2 separate regions of the Hordeum vulgare genome follow, and region 1 is linked to region 2. The links are chromatin contacts, called in public Hi-C maps. All regions are on one chromosome and are shown on one strand. Each heading gives the region's core, a stretch centred on a gene start, on an enhancer-like site or on the middle of the called end of the contact. The rest is flanking DNA. Distances are from core to core; before and after follow the strand shown.

Evidence for each region. Hi-C and Micro-C count contacts between places; a contact is called where the count stands out from the background.
Region 1: a Hi-C map of leaf shows a contact between it and region 2, with 7 times the contacts expected there. The contact joins two enhancer-like sites. A contact is called at or near these places in 2 of 6 Hi-C or Micro-C datasets (leaf and seedling).

What each region holds. Positions count from the first base shown.
Region 1 is chr6H:486,183,472-486,189,886 of MorexV3_pseudomolecules_assembly, forward strand. No RefSeq gene overlaps it. Among protein-coding and RNA genes, the nearest start is that of LOC123402563, 94 kb to the right of the region's middle. Within about 2 kb of position 3,285, at least 3 of the 3 cell types and tissues checked have open chromatin away from gene starts, as enhancers often do. A contact at or near this core is called in leaf and seedling, where this site is marked.
Region 2 is chr6H:486,140,307-486,147,007 of MorexV3_pseudomolecules_assembly, forward strand. No RefSeq gene overlaps it. Among protein-coding and RNA genes, the nearest start is that of LOC123402563, 140 kb to the right of the region's middle. Within about 2 kb of position 1,300, at least 3 of the 3 cell types and tissues checked have open chromatin away from gene starts, as enhancers often do. A contact at or near this core is called in leaf and seedling, where this site is marked.

The DNA.
Region 1 (6,415 bases), core at 2,035-4,534, 45 kb after region 2:
GGATAGATCTCCATGAAGATCATGGAGAACTTTGTATTGAAGATCCAAGAGAGAGAAGAAGCCATCTAGCTACTAACTACGGACCCGTAGGTCTGAAGTGAACTACTCATGAGTCATTGGAGGGGCGATGATGTAGATGTAGAAGCCCTCCAACTCCAAAGTCCCCTCCGGCAGGGCACCGGGAAGGGTCTCCAGATGAGATCTCGCGGAGACGGAAGCTTGCGGCGGCGGAAAAGTGTTTTCGTGGATTCCCTGATTTTTTCTGTATTTTAGGGAATGTATAGGCGAAGGAGCTAGGTCAGGGGGGCGCCAGGGAGGCCACAAGCCTGCTAGCCGCCGCCCCCCTGGTGGCGGCTACAAGGCTTGTGGGCCCCCTGTAGCTCTCCTGTCTTGGCCCTCAAGCCCCCTGATCTTCTTTCGTTTGGGAAAAAATTATTTCGGGGATTTTATTCCGTTTGGACTCCGTTCCAAAATCAGATCTGAAAAGAGCCAAAAACACAGAAAAAACAGGAACTGGCACATGACACTGAATTAATAAGTTTGTCCCAAAAAAGACATAAAAGGTACATGAAACATCCAAAGATGACAAGATAACAGCATGAAACATCAAAAATTATAGATACGTTTGAGACGTATCAGCCACCCACTCTCCAACAGGCTCGGTGGTGGCATGAGGGCGCCGCCCCCGGGTGCCCCGGGCGACGGGCGCTGCACGACCCCTGGTGGTAGCTCGGCACCCTGTGCGTTCCCGATGAGCGGTGGCATCGTCCATGCCGGAGTTGAAGCCAAGGTCGAGAGACGTGAAGACAGCAAGTCCCCCTACCTAGTGCGCCAGATGTCACAGTCCGGGATCTGCGTCCGAGGAACTCTCACAAGAACTAGGATTCAAACACTAGGGGACTTGGCTTGGCAACCTGCAACACGATGGTAAACTCAAGCAAGATCGGCGGCTAGCTCACTCCTCACAGGGAACCATGTGGCGCGCGAGATACCTAGGTTCGGGCCACCGTGTGGTGTAAAACCCTACTCTTGTGTGTGTTGAATTGCTGTGGAGAGCTCGAGCTCCGAATACATGAGGTGTGGGGGAGAATGGGTCTATCGCCTTACATGGAAACGGTCATATCCCCTTTGTCGTCCCTCGGTCCGCTTCCCCAAATATGAGTGGGAAAGGGTGGCCACATGGTGACAATTCAAAGGGGGACAGGACCCCAGGTTTATCCTGACTGAAGGCGGTCTTCGCGTGATAAAGTGGTCATCGTGACGAGCTTGTGAGCTCGGCGATGACCCCCGTCCTGCTGCGTCGATCCGTCGCGATCCTCTTTCACGGAAACGGTAAGCTTTGGGAACCTGCTTTTGGATGGGCAGCGGGTGTTGCACCTTAATCACCAAAGAGGAAATCCTCCATGTCTGCGCCCGCCTAACGCGACCTCTCTCCTTCTCTGTGCAGGTATGTTACGCACATGGCGGATGCGAACCCCCGCGGCTGGCGTCGTACGATTGTATGACATGCTTCGCAAGGCGGCCTCGCGAGGGGAGCCTGCCTCGGCAGGGCTTGATCGAGAGGCAAGGGGCCTTGACAGGCCTGCCCCTCGGGAGGCAGCTCCCTCTAGAGCGGCTCGGGTTGAACCATCTCACATGGGCCGGCCCAGGCATCGCCCTTAGGTCCAGCGACACACGGGTCGTTGTTTCCTGGTTCCCACTGGGCCGACAGTCTCCCATGTCCTACTATTCCTCATCGGAGCCCATAACTCGGGCGACACCGGTTGACGTGAGACCGATGATGGATTCCTCCATGGAGGAGTCGTCGTCCACCACGACACGGTTGCGGCGCCAGCACTGGTTCACCATATGTGACGCCGGAGAATGCGACTCCGCCTCGCCAACCTCCACCGCCACGAATGGCGCCTCCACCTCTTGTGCCCGTTGCCTCGCACGACGGGCACGACACGCCATGTTTGTGTTGGAGGCCGCCCATGCATGGTGCGTCCTCTAGATCGGTGCTCGAACGGAGGTTGCATGCCTGCCACCGCGTTCGAACGCCACACGAACTACATCGCCTTCGGTCCGTGGATCTATCCGTCGATCGTGCGGACACAATTGATTTTTCGACGAAAGGAGTCGAAGGGCTGCATCGGGCGGCCTCCTCCCGGGAGCGGCTAAGCATAAGTCGTACGGTCATCTCCTTCTAGGGGCCGCGTGAGATGAGCTTATGATCAATGGATAGGGAGGTGCATGACTCTGAGCCTCTGTCCGTCATGCTAGCAAAAGCCGGAGATCGCCGGATGGGAGTTTGGTACGGTGGTGGAGTGGACTCACTAGGGTTTTGTGTGGTGAGGGAATCAAGATGAATATATGTGTGGTTGGGTGGCGTGGACCGGATCCGACGTGACGGATGAACCCGGGCACCCCAATCCTTCCCGATATCCATCCCATATCGGGGTCAGATATGAGGGGTGTCACTGGGACTAACGTTTGAGGCCAGGTTAAAGCAATTGTTGGGTCGTATTTTCATGACCGGTAAGTGAGTGATCAAGTCATTTGGCGAGGCATATGAGACGGGTTTGAGGCGTTTGAATGTTGATGGTCTCACGCAAACAATTGGCGTTGGATGGGTGCATGCTGTGGTCATCAACATGTAGCAACTTTGGTCGTTGTCCGGCCAGTGTGAGGAGCATGAATCAGGGCGTACGTACTTGGCTGCTAATGCGATCCAACTCTGACGTCTCACAGAATTGGCACCCATCGACCAGGCTGAACGCCAAACAAGTGGAACTGGATTATCCAGAGCTAATTTTACACCGACGGGGCAATCAGCCGGTACAATGATTCTTATCTAAGAAGAAAGATGACCGGAGCAGGTCCAGACAGGAGCCTGTCGCTGTACTGGTGGTTAATTTGTTAGGTCAAACGGCCACATACACTGGGTGCTTGTCGACGCGAACCCGTCCATCGCCGGTGCTAGATCGATCGAGATCGAGCAGTACTGCTTAAGCAACCAGTGGTAGATCATGCAGCAGTAGCACTAGGCTCAATGACTGTTTGGTGAATCTGGGGTCTGTGACCAGTGAAGAATAGCGCTGTACGACGTCCCTTGTGTTGTGATGATGCATGCCGACTCGGTGAAACTAACCAAGATTAATTAGGGCCTCGTCGTGATGGGCCGGCACTGACGGCGCCCGCTCACCTACCTAGAGCTAGAGGCGGTGAATTCAGGAGCAACGGTGCAGGTTTAGGTTGTACTAAAGGGGGTACGTCAGAGCAGCTATAGGGGGGGAGGCAAACAGCAAGAGGCGATAGCGTGACAGGAAACTGAACGGACAGCGCGGTAGGGCGCGGCGGGAGGCCATCTACATCCTCACCCGTCGCTCTCGTACGTAGATCCCCGGAGACACGCGTGAATCGCCGTGCCAGCGACGCCACGGCCGGCCGCGGAGGTCTCCTCCTTCCACAGATCGATGCTCGACTATACACACATCTCGCCTGTGCAGTTGGTTTCTAAGGTGTCTGTGACAGGGTTTCTTAGTTCTTACAACCAACGAGCTGTTCACCGAAAACTCAGCCTGTTACGGGAAGCAGGTGGCCGGTGTGGAGTGTATTATTTCATGCCGCAACGCTCAACGGCGAAGCCCACGTGCCGCCCTTGCTGTCGTGCCTAACAAACTTCTATTGCCGGCCCGTCTTAATGCTCGGCTCCCGGGGGCACCACGCACCGGCCGCCCCCGCGACGGTGCGTGTTGGGCGAGTAGTTCGTGCTCGGATACACGGATCGATCGCGTAGGTGATATGCATGCGTCGCGCGCCAGTTGCAGCTCCGGCGAGGGGGACGGGGCCCAAGATTGAGACTGAGATATATGCGGTCGTGGCCCTCGTGGGGACTCGGGGAGATAAGAGGGGCGGCCAAGCCAAGCTCGGCCTTTTGCCTTTTGGAGTTCAATGGCGATTCGCCGTGGTCCTCTCGTCCAGTCGTGGCCTAATTACTTGCCTCTCGTGGCGCATCCTGAAAGTGAGAGGTGCCCTTGTGGTTATGCCGTTATGGTCCTCACTAGCTAAGCCGCGGCTACCCATGGTATGCCGTACGTGCAGCGATGCAGCTCCTCGAGTGCTTATCTTTGCTAGCTACGACGTCCAAAACTACATCCAAAACTCTGATTTTCTCTGGCATAAAAACAGATGACTTTGTCTATAAATATTCATTCGAATGAGCTGAAAACAGCCGGGATTACGGGCCAAATCGTGCGAGTTTTTGTCCCCCTCGCGTCAAACTCGAAAACGTAACTGACGCGCGTACGTTGCCGTCTTCAGGGCTCACTTATCAGTAGTAGTTATTATTTTATGCCCTTGGGCACAGGGAAGTGATCGCTAGCTAGCTAATGACCCGGAGATTTCATTGCGACGAGAAGAACCTTACAGGTGCAAGCCACCAAATTGGCATATCCCTGGTGGCACGGGATTTGTTTGTCACGGCTGGCCTCACACTCGTCCATCCATGCATGCCTGTCCACCGTATAGGCCCCATAGCGTCAAAGGGATAGCAAGAATATCAAGGCAGGGAGGTGCCAAAATGACGGGCGGTGCTTGAGGGCTACTCACGACCTTCTGGTAAGCCTAGAGAGTAGAGAGGAGAATCGTTAGGACCCTGTCCCGTCCATGGTGTCATCTCTCCAACCAAACAGCGTGTGCGTGAATGGACGCGCATGGCCTGTGCATGAGCGGACGTGGGGGGAGTCGATATGCCAGAGACAAGTTGCGATCGCCAAGAAGAATCCTGAGATGGAACGCACGAAGGACGACCGGCCTAGGCTAGGCGCGCGCAGAAGCAGAACCGGACGTGCATGGATGGCATTTTGTTCTTGTTCTCTTCCCACTGTTTGTTCGATTCCGCGGCTGCTGCTGTTCGCGCGCGTACGTCTGGACCGGGATTCGTGGGAGGAATGGAGGCTACTGTGGGCGCCGAGGCGATATCATATCGCTATATCAGCAGGGCCGACCGACCCTTATCTTCTAGCCGGGGACTTTGGTTTGGCTGATCGGGCTAGCTTAGCTAGGCCCCTCCGCTTGATGCTTCTTGAGGAAACGAATCGAGCATCGGCATGCATGGAATAGTTTGGAAAGAGGTGACTGGTTTTGTGCAATCCCACTGAGACTGAGAGAAGCTTCTTCTGAATTGCGTGTAGGGATGGACACCTTTTTCGCTGAGCACCGAACGTTACTTCCATAAACTGAAACTACGGTGTAATTTTCATGGATTTCTGCACAGTACGTGCCACATGTAGTACGATGATGAACTTGCATTTCGGGGGGTGGAATGATGAACTTTTCTCTCCTTCTCTCTGAGAAAAAGTGTAGACAGCTTTTTATGGTTATTTTTAAGGCAAACGCTTCCACCCAGCGCGCCGGCCGAATCGTTCGGTCCGTCGCGCACGGACCGCGCGCCTCGCTGGCAGGTATATGCAACATTTTTTCGTTAAATTTGTTGCAACCATATGTTATTTTGATATAAATGTTTTTCATGCAGCTTTTTTTCTCGTGCAAATTTGCTGCAACCAGCGTTTATATTTGCTACAAGCGTTTTTTATTTGCTACATTTATTCAGTAAAAAAGCTGCATATACGTTTGGTTGCAACTCGAGTTTATTGGATTTTTGCTACAACCGGCGTTTTGACTTTTGCTACAGCCGTGTTATTTTTTGCTACAACCGACATCATTTTTTTGCTGTAACCGTTCACTAAAAAAGTTGCGTACACGTCACGTAGATATTTTGCTACAACCGGCGTTTGACTTTTGCTACCACGCATCATCTTCTTCGTTTTTTTGCTACGATCACGTAGATATATTTTTTTGCTATAATTTTTTTTTGCAACCCTTGACGAAAAATGCTGCATAGCATCAAAATTTGTTGCATCAATGAAAAAATGTTGCATGGAGATCTAACGGCGCGACCCGCCTACAGCTGGCAGATCGGGCGGCCGGTGTGCCGGCGCAGAGCATCGCCCTATTTTTAAACCGAGTGCGGAGATCTATCAGCGAGAAAGAATTGCGAGTTATCGCGTTCACAAACTTCAACCCAACTCCTAGCGGTGCTACGCGGGAGCTCCTAGTTAGCGCCTTAAGCGCCGGCTAGGAGAACTCGCGCCCACGAGTCGAGGGAATTGGGCCGGCCCAGTTTCACGCACACTTTCGTACAAGAAGTACCAAAAAGCAAAAAAAATAAAAAGTGAACATGAAAAAGTTCATAAAAATGAAAAAATGTTCGTAATTTTTTGTAAAAGGTTCACACATTTGAAAATTTCAAAGTGATCTGAAAAAAGGATTCATATTATTTTAAAACAATTCACGGATTTTGAAAAAATAGTTCATGAATCTGAAAAAAGTTCATGAAATTTGGAAAAAAATCATAAAATTTGAAAATAAAATC
Region 2 (6,701 bases), core at 50-2,549:
TACCGAGGGTTATATAAGAGAGATTCATTCGGGTTGTGCCCCTCAACCGAAGTAGTGGAGTAACCTAAACAAACAAACGCATAATTTGTTACTTCTCTCAACTTGTCACAGTATGAAAATCAACCAATATAGAAAGATAATCATCAAGGTCCGGATAATTACTTCTCCTCTTTCCACTAGCACAGCGCGATGCTTCTGCTCGTAGAAATCATCAAGGCCCGAATATTTAGCCGGCTGAAACATCCTAAATAATATGAAAAAAAATACTTTTAGAACATGCATTCACCATCACACTTGAAAACTTAGGTTACACCTAGTGTCAAAACCTAGGTTACACCTAGTGTCAAAAAACTAGGCATTCACCATCACAAATTTGATTATACTTGAAAACCTAGGCATTCACCATCACAAATTTCCATTCACTTCATAACCTAGGTTACACCTAGTGCCAAAAAAGCTTCACAAATACAAAGTTATTGCAAAAAGTAATTAGAGAGATTGGAGAAGCTTACCGGCCTCTTCGATTTGCCCCGAAGATCTGACAAAATAATTGAGGGAGGAGGGAGGTCGAGGGGGGGGGGTCGGGAGGAGGAGAGGGGATTTTTTCGAAGAAGCTCGCAGGGAAGAAAGAATGGCTGGTGGGCGATGGGGCAGCCCGTGGCTGGTATTGGCCCCACAAACGTCATGGTGCTCGGCGTTTTGATCGTGGACAGCAACGCCACACAGGACTGATGTTTTGGTGGTGGTCTCAAACGCCACGTTAGTCTGGCGCTTTGTTATGGAACAGCAACGGTTTGTGACGTTTCAAAAAAAAATTAGATCGTTTCTTTTTTAAACCGGCTTCATTTTATGAACATGTTTACTAAAAAATTCAGAACACTGATTTTATCCCCGCGGCGCGGCCACGGTATGCAGTCGGGCCCGACCCGGTGCCGCTCGCGCCGATAGCTAGCTACGACGACGCGGGCGGCAGGCTATCTAGCGTGGCTAGTAATGGCGAGCAGCGACGGGTTGGGCAGGTTGTTGCGCACGGCACGTCGTGCTCGCTCGCTCCCATGTCCCCGGTGCTAATCGTGCGTGGATCGGTGCGTAGACCTGTGGTTACGTCGAGTCAGACCGGAGTCTCTCTTTTTTTCTACGTAGATCGGATCGGTCTTTTCACGACGCCGCTGGTTATCAAGGGACGGCCTGGCCGGCCCCGCAGGAAGAGAAGAAAACAGAGTATGGTACAGTAGTATGGCCGGGGACTGGGCCGAGTCGCTGAGACGAACAGCGTCGAGTACACTTGCGGGGTGTTTGTTTTGCCGCCCATCCGCACACGTCCGCCTGTCGCGTCGCGTCGGGCGCGGTCGCTTTCTCCCGCCTGCCCCCGCCGTGTCCTGCCAGCCAGCGTCTCGCCCGTGCGGGCCAGCGCGTAGCACGTACTCGTACATCCGTTTACGCATGTTTCCCGGGGCATGAGACGTACGCACGGCATTGTCCGGAACGCAGGGCACGTACCTGTATGTACGCGTTGCAAAAAAAAAACGTACATGTATGTACTCCACGTAGCAGTAGTTTTTTCATGCTCGTGCATTTTTTTAACAGAATACAATCGAAGTCACTCACATACACGAGCGTACACTCACTCCTATGAACGCGCACACGCACACCCTGTCCCTATGAGCATCTTCGAAAGACTAAGCCGACACATCATTTTGAGATTGACGAAGTCGTCACAAGTCTGGGACTTGAACTCTGATGGACAGGGGATACCACAGTCCTCCTAACCATCCAACCACGGGTTGGTTTGCTTTCTTGCTCGTGCATGACATTCGTGCCTCTCGTGTGTTTGTTGTACACTTGTACCGTGTACGTGTCCTCCCAGCTCATGTCTTTATGTGGCAACGAAGCAATACCGGTCCAAGATATCCTGGAGGCACAACGGCGCGTGACAAGCCCGGGTGGGTGCGCCCGTTGCCGGCCATACACCGTAGTGCGCTTGGATCAGGCACGAGTACGGGGCGGCCATCAACCTCGGCGGGCAGGTGCAGCCGTACGTGCGCTCCGAGCGGCCAGCGCACTGCCCACGGACGTGCTCGGGCCACGCCGCGGCGCACTGTTCCGCTGGACTTCCGCCCATGCCCGGAACAGTGCGTGTGGCCGTACGCCACCATATGCCGCCCGACGGGTCGCACGTCCGTCTTCCCACCGCCGTTGGCCCGCCGGAGTCGGTACGTGCGCGTCGACATGTCCTGACGCGGCTCCGGCACGGTCTCCGCGTACGTACGGGAGGTTCAACCATCCGAGGGCCCGGGCCTCTTGCGTCTTCATCGGATGGCCCTGCCTGCCTGCCATCAGTGCCCCCCTTGTCCTTTTGCTGTCACCAGTCAGTGCAGGTGCACGTACGTGCGTACGTCCGCGTTGGACAGGAGTGGCAACCAAACTGACGTGCTGCCAATTCACTCACGACGACCTGACATCTTGTCCTCGAACGTGTTTCATATTCGAGCTGGCAATTCGCTCACGACGATCTCACATCTTGTACTCGGACGTGCTTCATATTCAACGAGGCCGTTTGTTCGGGCCAAAATCATTGCTTTGTCTCTTAATCCCAAGATTAACACAATCTGACCCTGCTTCGGAAATGTGTATTTCATCTGTAAACAGATCTAAAAACGTTCGTATCACTATTTTATGAAATAAACACTCTTGTATTATTTCAAGGTGAAAGTATTTTTCTAAATTTGGCTGTTTACATAGCGTCTCCACCACGAGCCATATTCTTCACCTTATAGCGTCATTAGTTGCGACACCAAATGCCCCCGATGACGTGGCATCTTTGGGCGCAAAAATAGTTGGGGTTCATTCTATTCATCCGGCCTATCACTCGATCGATGTCAAACATGAATCCTAGTGTGATTGTTGTGCTTATTGATCGCTGGACACCAAAGAGGTGGAGATGAACAGTTTTCATCTCCCGACACGGAAGATGATTGTGACTCTCGAGGATGTTTCAACGATGATAGCACTTCTATCGAGGGGGATCCTGTTTGTTTTACTCCCTCCGTCATGATTTAGGCTGGTCACAATGGAGAGTAACATAAGGTAGGAACCTACACGCTTTCCTAGATTATGTTCCTACCTCCACAATGGGGAGTAACATGTATGTAGTGTCATGCAACAATGCATTTATTAGGCTATAAACTCATTGTTTCTTGGAGTGTGTGATGTTCCGGTAACTTAGCTAGTTACCACAAGCACCTCTCTCTTCACTAAATACGTGCCACATAAGCAAAGTTGTATTGGAGTGTGTGATGTTACTGCTAAGTTCCTCCCCATTGTGACCAGCCTTATAAGTCACTGTTAAGTTTACGTGCATTTGCACAATAGACAAGATTTAGGACGTATTGCATTTACTCCTAACTGCTAATAATTAGTACTCCATTGTACTACTTTTATATGCATGTGTAGTGTGAATGTTATTTTTGAGCCCATCTCACACCCAATCAACAACCACCTACGTTCCAGAGAATTTCCAAACACATCTTCTAAATCGTGACGGAGGGAGTAACACAAATGATAGCACTTCCATCGAGGGAATCCGACACATTTTTCAATTCTTGCACATACGGTATTCGTCATGTTGCGATGCCCCACCTCCTCTACCGCGATGTGCTCCACTATTCTTTATGTGGTGTGCACTCGTATGTAGTGTCATGCATATTTAAATCTTACTCATTACACTCCTCGTATATTGCTAATTACCATGTGGAGTTGTGAATACAACTTGTTACATCTTACAAAGTTGATGTTATGATTCATATTGTGTAACTTGTGCCTCACTACTAACCTATATGTCACCAAATACGTTATGATTTATCTGTACTCAAACTGACAGTTGAATTTAGTGCTAGATGCAATTCCACACAAACACATTCCATATTTTTCAGGCACCCGACGAGATGACCCTCGGGGGGTTTATCGATGCACCTCAGCCTAGTCAGCCTATTGAACTGCGTGACTTCAACTTGAAGCCTAAGAAATCCTTCAAGTGTTATACATATGAGGCATGAAACAAGAACACAGAAGGGAACCATTGACGAGTCCAAGGATGATGAGAAGTCGATGCCGAATCAGTGTGAGGTCTATGAGGAGGAACGAGGTGGAGCCAACACAAAATAAGGCTCTAAGGAGGTTCGGGAGAGTCAGGGAGGAGTCCATGATGAAAAAGGGTGTGAAAGTGTTAGAGTACGTGATGGGCCTCGGCCCGTTAGTCTTAGGGTTTGCTTAGGGATCAAGTAAGCCTTACTTGGGAGTCAAGTAAACCTCTCTATATATGGAAAGGAGATGTATCAATCTAATCAGGCAAGAATTAAGAAGGAAAACTCTTTTTCCCTCTTGCCCGGCCATGGGAAAGGACCCCCACGACCGGCTCTCTCGCGCCCTCGCAGATCTCTCTCTCCCACTCAAACCCTCGCAACCATAACATCTGGTATCAGATTGCTCAGGCTCGATCATCTTCACCCGTCGCCGCCGCTTCCTGTCGCCCTCACCCCGGAGGAGATCGCCGGAGCAATCCGCGATCTCACCAACGTCGTCCAAGGCATCTGCCTCTTCCTGGCCGGTCCCTACGGACCGCCGCCGGCTGCGCCATCAGTCGTTGCCTACGGGCCGGCGCGGCTGCCGTGGCAGCCGCCGCACCAGGCGGCCTCCGTTGCGATCGCCGGGCCGCGGCTGCCGACACTGCTGTTGTCGTCGCCGCCACTTGACGCCAGGCTGCTGCAGCCGCCGCTGCCGCTCCCCGTCTCCGGGCCGATCTATACGGCGGCATGGGCGCTGCCGCACATCCAATCGCCACCGGCGCCACCCCAACAGTACGGTGGGCCCTCCCGCTTCGCCGGTCCCGACGGTGCGCCATTCCACGGGGGGTCCTCCATGGTCACAGCACCGGCGCCGACCCCCGCACGGCCGCCGCCGCCGTCCTCGGCTACGACCACGGCGCCGGTCATCACGTTCCAGCATGGGATGCCCTATGACGGGATTGCGACAACCTCGTTCCCTGCAGCGCCACCGCCGTCCTAGGACAATCCCATCCAACATATCAAGTTCCAGCCGTCGCCGACACCGCTTCTGACTTGGATCCCTACCCACCACGTGTCAGCGGCGGTGAGGTTGCAGGCTGCTCCGTGCGGCCTCCTAGCGCGTCGGCATGTGCGGGAGATGCGTGATTTGCAGCTGCAGCTCCTCCAAGTTGCGCTTCGCGGTGCAACGGACCTCGATCTCGTCCACTGCGTGGGGGATCTTGGGCATGCGGTTTCCCCCATGGGCGGCGGGCATGTTGTTTTTCCCACGAGCGATGACCTCCAAGTCTGCGACATCGACAGTCAGCCGGCGGGGAGAAGACATGGTGTCACCGACAGGAGCGCACCGCATAGCACCACCGCATTCCGCCGCCGGCCGCCGCGAGGGCTCCCTTGGTCCCGATGGTGTCCTTGGGATCCAGGGGGCTGCAAACGCACAAGTTCGGCGCGCGGAGGATTCTCGCCTTATCGTTCGGAGTCAAAAAATATAGAGTCGGAGTCTCATTCGAGTTAGCTATTTCAGGTCAATACAATAGGTCGAGATGTAAAAGGCTTGTTTTTTTAGGCGTTAGGGTTGTGTGGGGTCGAATCGTCGTTAGGTTGCAGCTCGAGGACGAGCTGCATGTCCAGGTGGGGTGTAGTGTTAGGGTACGTGATGGGCCTAGTGTTGGGGAACGTCGCATGGGAAACAAAAAATTTCCTACGCGCACGAAGACCTATCATGGTGATGTCCATCTACGAGAGGGGATGAGTGATCTACGTACCCTCGTAGACCGTACAGCAGAAGCGTTAGAGAACGCGGTTGATGTAGTGGAACGTCCTCACGTCCCTCGATCCGCCCCGCGAACAATCTCGCGATCAGTCCCACGATCTAGTACCGAACGGACGGCACCTCCGCGTTCAGCACACGTACAGCTCGACGATGATCTCGGCCTTCTTGATCCAGCAAGAGATACGGAGAGGTAGAAGAGTTCTCCGGCAGCGTGACGGCGCTCCGGAGGTTGGTGATGAACTTGTCTTAGCAGGGCTCCGCCCGAGCTCCGCAGAAACGCGATCTAGAGGAAAAACCGTGGAGGTATGTGGTCGGGCTGCCGTGGAAAAGTCGTCTCAAATCAGCCCTAAAACCTCCGTATATATAGGTGGGGGGGAGGGGGCCTTGCCTTGGGGCTCAAGGAGCCCCAAGGGGGTCGGCCGAGTCCAAGGGGGAGGACTCTCCCCCTCCAAACCGAGTTGGACTAGGTTTGGTGGGAGGGAGTCCCCCTTCCTTCCCACCTCCTCCTTTTTTTTCTCTCTTGATTTTCTTCTCCTTGGCGCATAGGACACTTGTGGGCTGTCCCACCAGCCCACTAAGGGCTGGTGTGTCTCCCCAAAGGCCTATGGGCTTCCCCGGGGTGGGTTGCCCCCCCCCCCCGGTGAACTCCCGGAACCCATTCGTCATTCCCGGTACATTCCCGGTAACTCCGAAAACCTTCCGGTAATCAAATGAGGTCATCCTATATATCAATCTTCGTTTCCGGACCATTCTGGAAACCCTCGTGACGTCCGTGATCTCATCCGGGACTCCGAACAACATTCGGTAACCAACCATATAACTCAAATACGCATAAAACAACGTCGAACCTTCAGTGTGCAGACCCT